Regions from separate parts of the Sus scrofa genome. Here region 1 is linked to region 2. A link is a contact called in public Hi-C data. All regions are on one chromosome and are shown on one strand. The core of a region is the stretch at or near the end of the contact, and the rest is flanking DNA. Distances in the headings are between cores, read along the strand shown. Region 1 overlaps FER (tyrosine-protein kinase Fer). Region 2 has its middle 83 kb from the start of FER.

Region 1 (4,337 bases), core at 1,196-3,695, 140 kb before region 2:
TCTATGGGATATTTTTAAAAATTAGATAGCACTGTGTTGTTAAAAATTACATCAAAAGCAGAAATAGCACATACTACACTACCTAGACCCTTGCAATTTTTTCCTTTTTTTTTTTTTTTTTTTTATCTTTTTGCTATTTCTTGGGCCGCTCCCGCAGCATATGGAGGTTCCCAGGCCAGGGGTCTAATTGGAGCTGTAGCCGCCGGCCTACGCCTTAGCCACAGCAATGCGGGATCCGAGCCGCGTCTGCAACCCACACCAAAGATCATGGCAACGCCGGATCCTTAGCCCACTGAGCGAGGCCAGGGATCGAACCCACAACCTCATGGTTCCTAGTCGGATTCATTAACCACTGTGCCGCGACAGGAACTCCTCTAGCCCCTTGCAATTACCATTTTTTTAAGGGGAAAAATACAAATCATTCCTAAAAAATGCATAGGCCAAAAAGATAAGTTTTTAAACTAATGGAGGACCTAAAAAATAATAGTAAATAAAATACTGACTATCAAGATCTATGATACACAGCTCAGTTTGTTCAGAGTCACAAACTTTAGACTTAACATTTCTAAGTAAGAAAAAATGAAAATAAGTTTATTAAAATTCAATTTTAGAAGTTAAAAAAGGAAGAATAATATAACACTAAGCAAAGTACAAAGAATGAATTGAAAAGAAAAATATGAAAAAATATTTAATTACACAAAAATAAAAGTAGAAAAAATATTAATAGCATTAAAAACAAGAGCTGACAATGACAATAACAAGGGAAATAAGAGTATCTAAAATTAAGTCTTAGAAATGAGAAATAACCATAAATGAAGACGAAATTACCAAAACCTGAAAATAAATGCAGTGGCTATTTTGTTTTCTTCTAATGAGAAATGCAAATTAGCTAAATTGACATGAAAGCATACAGATCATTCCAATTTTTGCTCACAGGTACATTCCTAGCCCTTTGTCTGCTAGGACTGGATCCCTGCAACTGTATTTCCCAGGCTCTCCCTTGCTAACTGGCTTTTGGTTTTATTGGGCAATGGGAGGTACTGGCACAAGGCTGAAGGGAAGGAAGAGCGAGAAGCCAGGATGTATTTTTCTCACCCTCTCCTATTCTTTCTTTCCCTGTCTCTGTCTCTGTCTCTCTTCATGCTTGTAAAAAGCCCTTCTCCTCCATTAGTGGCTCCAGATTATAGAGGCTTCATGTAGTTACTAATCTCTGAGTTGCCTTACCCTCCTCTGTTTGCTCTTACCTCTTCCAAAACTTCTGAATATACTTCCCCTAATTAAATCCTATTTATTGAAATACCTGGTGTAGGTTCTGCTTTCCTGACAGAATCCTTTTACAGATGAGAAATTCAAAGGGATCAATAACCACGGAGTGCATGATTATAATAAACCAACTATCAATAAAATACCTCTAATAAAGTATAAGCTCAAACATTTTTGCTAATGAATAATTTCAAACCTTTACAAATCCAATACCTTTGGTACTATCTAAATTGTTTCTAAGAACAGAGATTGAAAACGAAGTTCCTAAATCACCATAACATAGATATCAAAAAGTGACAAAGATACCACAAAATAAAATTCACTCATAAATACCAATGCAAAGGTCTTAAAATATTAATAGGACAAAGCAGTCCATTAAAAGAAAAATATCTCATAACCAGTTTGGGAACATTTCAAAAAAGCATATAGTCAAATATAGAACACAAGCCTGGCTGCTTAATATCCACAGTGTTATTTAACATTGTTTCTGAGATGCCTCTGAAGAAGAGGATAACCTGAAAGACAAGGCCTACCCTTTCTAATAACCAAAAAAAAATAGACTTCCAGTAAAAAAAAAGTTAAAAGTCTACATTTGCTCCCAGAAGGTATGATCAGGCTGTATACTTAGGATACCCCCCTTTTCTAAAGCTGATCAAATAACTGTTTTCTTTTCTCATAGCCTATAATATAGTACCAAGAGGTGGGTTTGATGTTCTCCATTACTTCTCCCCAACACTACCCGTACTAAAGCTAACTTGTCTACACAGCCCGCTGCTCCTCCTCTTTAACATTATCTACCTCCCAAACACTCCCGGGCATTCTCTTTTTTACCCCTTATATCAACACTCTGAGACACTATCTTCATCTTCAGAGAGATTAAGTGACCTGCCCAAGGTCACACAAAGCTAATGAATGGAAGAGCTCAGCTTCAACCCAAATGTACATCTTAATGTGCTAAACCTGACAGAACCTAAGATGTGTGGAGGATACACAAGTATGGGAATCTAAAGACTGAAGATTACTTTGAGAATAACTACCTAAGCTAAACCGATGAGAGTACTAGTTACATATGACATTAACCAGTATTGAGTACTTGGTCATTCAATTGCAAGCTGAGAGCCATAAGGGAAAAGCTATTTACTCCCTGTAAGCCACCTACTTTATAGCATGAGTAACAGCTACATGTTAATGAAGAAGTCTTTCTAGGCCAAGATTAGTGAGTCATTCTTGACATGACACACTCCGTTAGAAGAAATGAAGATGAAAACAAAGAGGCCTCTCATTGCATTTGAGCTTCTGACTAGAATAATGACCCATGATTCAAATCTCCTTAAGCAAAACAATTAAGAAATTAATCATCTTCTTATCTGACCAACCCCAACACCACACTGGATAATTAGAAATAGCATCATTTTAAGACAGACACACAGAACACATTTCTTTACACCCGAGAAAAACAAACGGTTTGTGGTTTTTAAGTTTCAGAATATTTTTCAAAACACCAAGTTGTATATTAAATAATATTAATATTATATCAAAAATACTGTTTTATACGAAATGTATGATTTCAAAAGAACTTCTGAATGTCTAAATGTGATTATGTCATTGTTTTGTGATCAATAATAAGTCCTAGAAATAAATGCATCTCTTATTTCACAATCATAAATAGGAATAATGATTCAATTTACATAAATTTTATTCTCCCCTACCTCCAGTCCCAAAGAGAGCAATTGCATAGATGAGACAGCATCACAGGTTTCTAAGATAATTAGCATAACTCCTAAAATGTCTATTTAACTCTAAGGAAACTAAGAGAGGTAAATAGCATTATTTATATTAAAATGAAATCTAAGGAAGTAAACACTGTACTCAATTTTTGAAAAGAGAAAACTATATACAGGGAAAATTTTTAAACTTTTAGAAAAGCAAACCATGCCTTCTACCTTCGAACTAACAGATATGTGATAAGGTAAATCAGTAGTCCATAAAAAGGTAGTAATTTAAGTGTTCTGAGTTCATCACCGCAAAAAATACTTATTCTGGACACTGAGTCAAAAACAAACCACCACTAGAGCTATAATTACAGTAAAGCATTGAAAATAATCAACGAAATGACTCAAGCTTGAAAAATACCTAAATAATAGTTGTCATAAATAGCTTTTCTCTAGGAACTCTATCTTCCAACTACTTGCTTTCATTCTTCTTGCTTGAATATTTTTTAAACACATAAAAACACATAAAGAAGAATGCACAGTTTCTGTACCACACAATAATTCAAAATAAATGTCCTCTGAAACCACAGTTTTAATTCCGAGTTTGCCTATTACAAAACAAGAATGTTTTTAGAATTCTGAGTCCTTGTGAGATATAGAAATCCAGATTAAATTTCCCTGAAACTGAGGTTTTCTAAGACTGTATGGCAAGTGCAAAGGAAACCTTAGGTAGTTTCCATTTAGAAGAGCCTGTCTTTCTGCATTTTTTTCTAAGCTTCCTGGTTTCCCTAGGCCAGCTCTGCCTACAATAAGAATCATCTGGCAGCCTTGGAAACTACCAATTCTTCAATCACATGACCAGAGATTCTGATTTAATAGGTTTGGGGTGGTGTCCAGGCATCTGTATTTTAAAGCCTCCCCAAGTAATACTAATGTACAAAAACATTTCTGCTGTAACAAAAACATTTGTGCCCCTAATAATCACTACGTTGTGCAAAATAACACAACCACCACCACAAAGCACATTGGAAAATGGCGTTAGAGGCACAACGCTCAAAAAAAATCCCCCAGAGACATACATGAGCTACATTTCAACGTTTTAAAAGGTTCAAAAAAAAGTGATAGACAACAATCTAATTAAAACTTTATATGATTATACATGTATTAAATGGTTAAGAGATAAAGTCAGTCTTCCATATTGGTGGGTTCTACATCCATGGACTCAACCAACCTCAGATAGAAAATATTAAGGGAAAAAAAAAAAATGCCAGAGTCCCAAAAAGCAAAACTTGAATTCGCTAAATCAGCAATGATTTACAAGGCATTTACACTGTATTAGATATTATAAGTAACCTGAAGACG
Region 2 (4,637 bases), core at 1,005-3,504:
AATCTCTACTGGGAGCACCAACTATCCTCAACCTTAGTGCTGCCAAGCTCAGCTAGCTTTACCCCTAATTACTTCTCCTCCTGGCTCCCTGCTGCTCCAACCGATCAGATTTGAAAACAATCACCTTTTATTTTAAAAATTATTTCTATGGCTGCACTTCTTGCAGCCTATGGAAATTCCCAGGCCAGGGGTCAAATCAGAGCTACAGCTGTGGCCTATGCCACAGCCATGGCAACAATGGATCCTTAGCCCACTTAGGGAGGCCAGGGATCGATCCCACATCCTCACAGAGACAGCGTTCGGTCCTTAACCCACTAAGCTACATTGGGAACTCCAAAACAACAATCATCTTTTTTTTTTTGGTCTTTTTAGGGCTGTACCCATGGTATACGCAGGTTCCCAGGCTAGGGCTTGAATCAGAGCTGTAGCTGCCAACCTACAACACAGCCACAGCAATGCATGATCCAAGCCATGTCTAGGACCTACACCATAGTTCACTGCAATGCCAGATCCTTAACCCACAGAGCAAGGCCAGGGATGGAACCCGCGTCCTCGTGGACACTAGTTGGGTTCGTTAACTACTCAGCCTTGATGGGAACTCCCAGCAATCATCTTTGATGCCTCATTTTCTTTCTCTTCCACAGAATTCAGCCAATGACCAAGTTGATACAACTTCTATGTCTAATACATCACCTTTCAAACATCAGGGCCACAATTCTAGCTTGCACCCTCATCTTCTTTTTCAGGAATTATTACTGAATCCTCTTATCTCTCATCTAACTTTTAGTCACTCCCACCTCTTATTTCTGCCTCATCTTGGGACTAGGTCATTCTGGAATAGCTCTGATTATGCTGCTTCTCTACGTAAAAATGTTTGATGACTCCCTGTGGCTGAATCAAGTTCATATTCTTCAGATCGGTTTCAGTGCCCCAAAAATATGGCCTCTGGTAGAGACAACTGCTCTTTTTTTTTACCCAGAAGCTCGTTCTTTTTTTTGGTAGGTGCCCTTAAGATTCTGTATGGGTATCCATTCACCCCTTCCTAAGACCATATGGATTGGCTGGCATTGATTGTTCTTGTTGGTTCTAGGAGTGAGCGTCAGATACATTCTACACATAGGTACTGGTTCACAGAGAGGAAGAAATGACTTAAATCAGAGCAATGAATCTCTATTCCGAGATTTTGGGCTGAACAGTTGAGAAAAAGCAGCTCACTTTTTTGTTCAGACTACTAGAAATGGTTGTAATAAAAGACTGAAGCTGCTGGGAGTTAACAGGTAAAACATGATAATGAAACCAACAGAAAGAAAAGAGGCAACATTTAGAGAGCAAGGTAGGAGTCCCCCCAGATCCAGCAATGATCGAAGCCGGAGCGCCCCTTGACTTTCCAGTTAAGTGGGCTAATTCTTGCATTTCTGAGCTTAAAGAATCCTGAACCTAAAGAATTCTGACCAACACAGCTTTCATCTATCTTTTCAAATGTCTCCTCCTATTCCTCTACAATTATGCCCAGCTTATTCACTCTGCCTCAAAGCCTAATGATTTTATATATTCATACTGTGGCTTGTGCTGTTCTTTCAATGTCTAACACAGTCTGTAGCCATCTCCATCTGCCCAATCTTTCAAGGTCTCTTTCAGATGTTTCTTCTCATCAGATGTCTTTTCTGCCCTTCAGCCAGGTAGGCTCTCGCCTCCACATGAATTCCACTTCCCCTACTGTGTCTTCTTTGCCATTAAATATTCAGCATCTTTTCACCAGTGGCCCATATTAGATGCTCAATGAACCAGTGTGACTTGGATCAAAGAGAAAACAAAAACGTAGGACTTTCCACATAGTAACGAACCTAACATTGGTTGAAGTGAACTGACTTTAAGTCCTGAGAAAAATAACAGGAAATAGCTTGTTATCTTTTCTAATTCATACCTGGGTTTTATTTCTTCCAGAAGACAGGTAGGCATTTTCACTGCTCTTCCTTAGTCACACAGTGACTGTAAACTATAATTTTGCAGCATAAAAGCACTTTAGTTTAAATCTTGAGGTAGGAGCAGTACTTCTGGTGACAGGAAGACATTGAGCACTGCTTGCGTCCTTTTTCATACCGATTTTGTTGTTTCGTTGTTATTATTTTAGCGTTTGTTTTTTTTTTCTCAAAGTCAATACTGTAAATTTATTTCATGACCCATGCGAGTATCTCTGAGGCTATTGCATTGTTTTCTTCTTCAGAGTATTGCAAATTCTTTGAGCCTAGTGGGGTTTACCATGACACTATTTGAAAGGAATGTTCAAAAAAAAAAAAAAAAAAAAGAAAGGAATGTTCAGTTGTATTCAGTGTTTATATAAAACCTGCCAGTTTATCCTCTGAGTGATTTACGGCTTCTCTATGGAAGAGGAAAATAATGACACTGCATTCTGGTAAAAGGGGCTCCTTCTATAAATGCTAAATGGAAAGGTTAAAGAAAAAAGATCCATTCAGACACCTTGAGTTTCTTGTCTGTGTGATGCCAAAGACTCTCTTTTTAACCTGTTAAGTTAAAATAGTTACTTTGATGTCACTAAAACACAACTCATGGAATCAGACATTGAATCAAAAGAAATCCTAGGACTGAAATCCAGACCTTTTGTCCCTACTTCCTCAGGGCCATAGGCTAGAGAGACTTGAAGAGCTTCTTTCTAGGTCTAGCAGAGAAAAATCAGGGAGATAAGTAGCTTAGAAAAGAATTTTAGATAGTCTATGCCTTTTTCCAACTTCCTACACTGATATTTTTAGCAATGGGGTTTTATTTTCATGGCTAAAAGCCAGAAAAGCATGCTGATCAAGGATGTCCTCCTTAAAAAGGATTCCCAATGCCCCATCTTGCTTCTACTGGCCCATTCATCTCCTTGTTATCTCTACTTTTACTACTCCTGCTGTTTCTCACCAAGCTCTCTCTGCTTCCCTCTCTTTTACATGGCTTCTAGGTATTGCCCCTCATCATTCCTGATTATTCATGACTCTGATGTCCTACTTTCTCTCTTTGTGTATTTCACTTTGTTCCCCAAAGGAATGCTTCATTCTAATGTCTTAAATTCAGAACTCTTCAGAGATCTTTTCAGGCAAAGCTCACCTGTTGGCCCCTAAATTATCTCCAACCAGTGGTGTATTGACTGGCTGCCCTTTTTTCTTTCTTTCTTTCTTTTTTTTTTTGTCCTTTTGCCTTTTCTAGGGCCTCACCTGCAACATGTGGAGGTTCTCAGGCTAGGGGTCTAATCAGAGCTGTAGCCGATTAGGGCAGAGCCACAGCAACATGGAACCGAGCCACATCTGTGACCTACACCACAGCTCACAGCAACACAGATCCTGACCCACTGAGCAAGGCCAGGGATCGAACCCACAACCTCATGGCTACTAGTCGGATTCGTTAACCGCTGTGCCATGATGGGAATTCCTGCACTTGTTTATTCTCCAGGGACCACATACAACAGTGAGCAACTTTGGAGAAGATTGCTTTTGATAAGGGCTGTAGGCATTGCAGACATTCCAAAGCTTGGCCCATCTAGGATGAGCCAGTTCATAAGGTATTGTTGATGTATACGGCTATATTGCCTAGAAGAGCCTATAAATGATCAAGGAGAGGGAGGATTTCTATATATACTCTTATGGTATCAGGGGACACTGACAACACATTTTAGAGAAATGTTTAAAGGCTTTAAATGAAGAAGGTTCTTTTGAAAAGGGAAAATAAAGGTGGAGGGTCACATAATACTATGGATTTATTCCTCTTTGGAGATCTTTACTACCGTTTCTATGGGACATGGGGGGAGGAGAAATACAGGTTTTAGCTTCCTGAGCCAGAACCTGGTTTCTGCATCTTGGTGGGTTTAGTTCACTCTGACGTTATTCACATCCTTGAAAGCAGTATTTTTTAACAAATAAATATTCTCACTGCTCTGGTATTATAGCAGAATCATAATGAGCAGGAAACTGTAAAAGAGGTGAATTTTAGGAAGGGCAAAGTTCAACCACTCCAACTGACAACTGTGTCAATGGTCAGCAAATGGTAATGATGGCATTATAACAAAACCATGGAACGAGATGCAACAAAATCCTCAAAAAATCAGTACTGAATGTGAATGCTTCTTCCCGCCACATCTTTTTTTTTTTTTTTTTTTTTTTTTTTTGTCTTTCTGTGATTTCTTGGGCTGCTCCCGGGGCATATGGAGGTTCCCAGGCTAGGGGTCAAATTGGAGCTGTAGCCGCCGGCTTACACCACAGCCACAGCAACGCGGGATCCGAGCCACATCTGCAACCTACACCACAGCTCAAGGCAACGCCGGATCCTTAACCCTCTGAGCAAGGCCAGGGATCGAACCCACAACCTCATGTTTCCTAGTCAGACTCATAAACCACTGCGCCACTAGGGGAACTCCTTTTAAAACAATTTTTTTTTTTTGTTCCCTCCATATCTTAATGACGATTTTCTTTTCTTCAAGGGTGTGAGACTTTAAAAAAAAATTCTCTAAGACTTATATGGTAAGGATTAGATGAAATGGTGCCTGTAAAGCATTTAGTATAGGGTTTCATGAATGGCACAAATACAATAAATGAGCAATCCACCCTTGCCCAGCTGGTCTCTGCTCTAAAAGATGGCACATTTGC

The links. A called contact is a pair of places that touch in the nucleus more often than the background predicts.
Region 1: a Hi-C map of brain shows a contact between it and region 2, with 5 times the contacts expected there. The contact joins two enhancer-like sites. A contact is called at or near these places in 8 of 47 Hi-C or Micro-C datasets (alveolar macrophages, brain, embryonic fibroblasts and 4 more).

What each region holds. Positions count from the first base shown.
Region 1 is chr2:113,834,244-113,838,580 of Sscrofa11.1, reverse strand. All of the region lies in intron 3 of FER (tyrosine-protein kinase Fer), which reads right to left. Among named protein-coding and RNA genes, the nearest start is that of FER, 62 kb to the right of the region's middle. Within about 2 kb of position 2,445, at least 6 of the 83 cell types and tissues checked have an H3K27ac peak or open chromatin away from gene starts, as enhancers often do. A contact at or near this core is called in embryonic fibroblasts, where this site is marked.
Region 2 is chr2:113,689,063-113,693,699 of Sscrofa11.1, reverse strand. No RefSeq gene overlaps it. Among named protein-coding and RNA genes, the nearest start is that of FER, 83 kb to the left of the region's middle. Within about 2 kb of position 2,254, at least 5 of the 83 cell types and tissues checked have an H3K27ac peak or open chromatin away from gene starts, as enhancers often do. A contact at or near this core is called in embryonic fibroblasts, where this site is marked.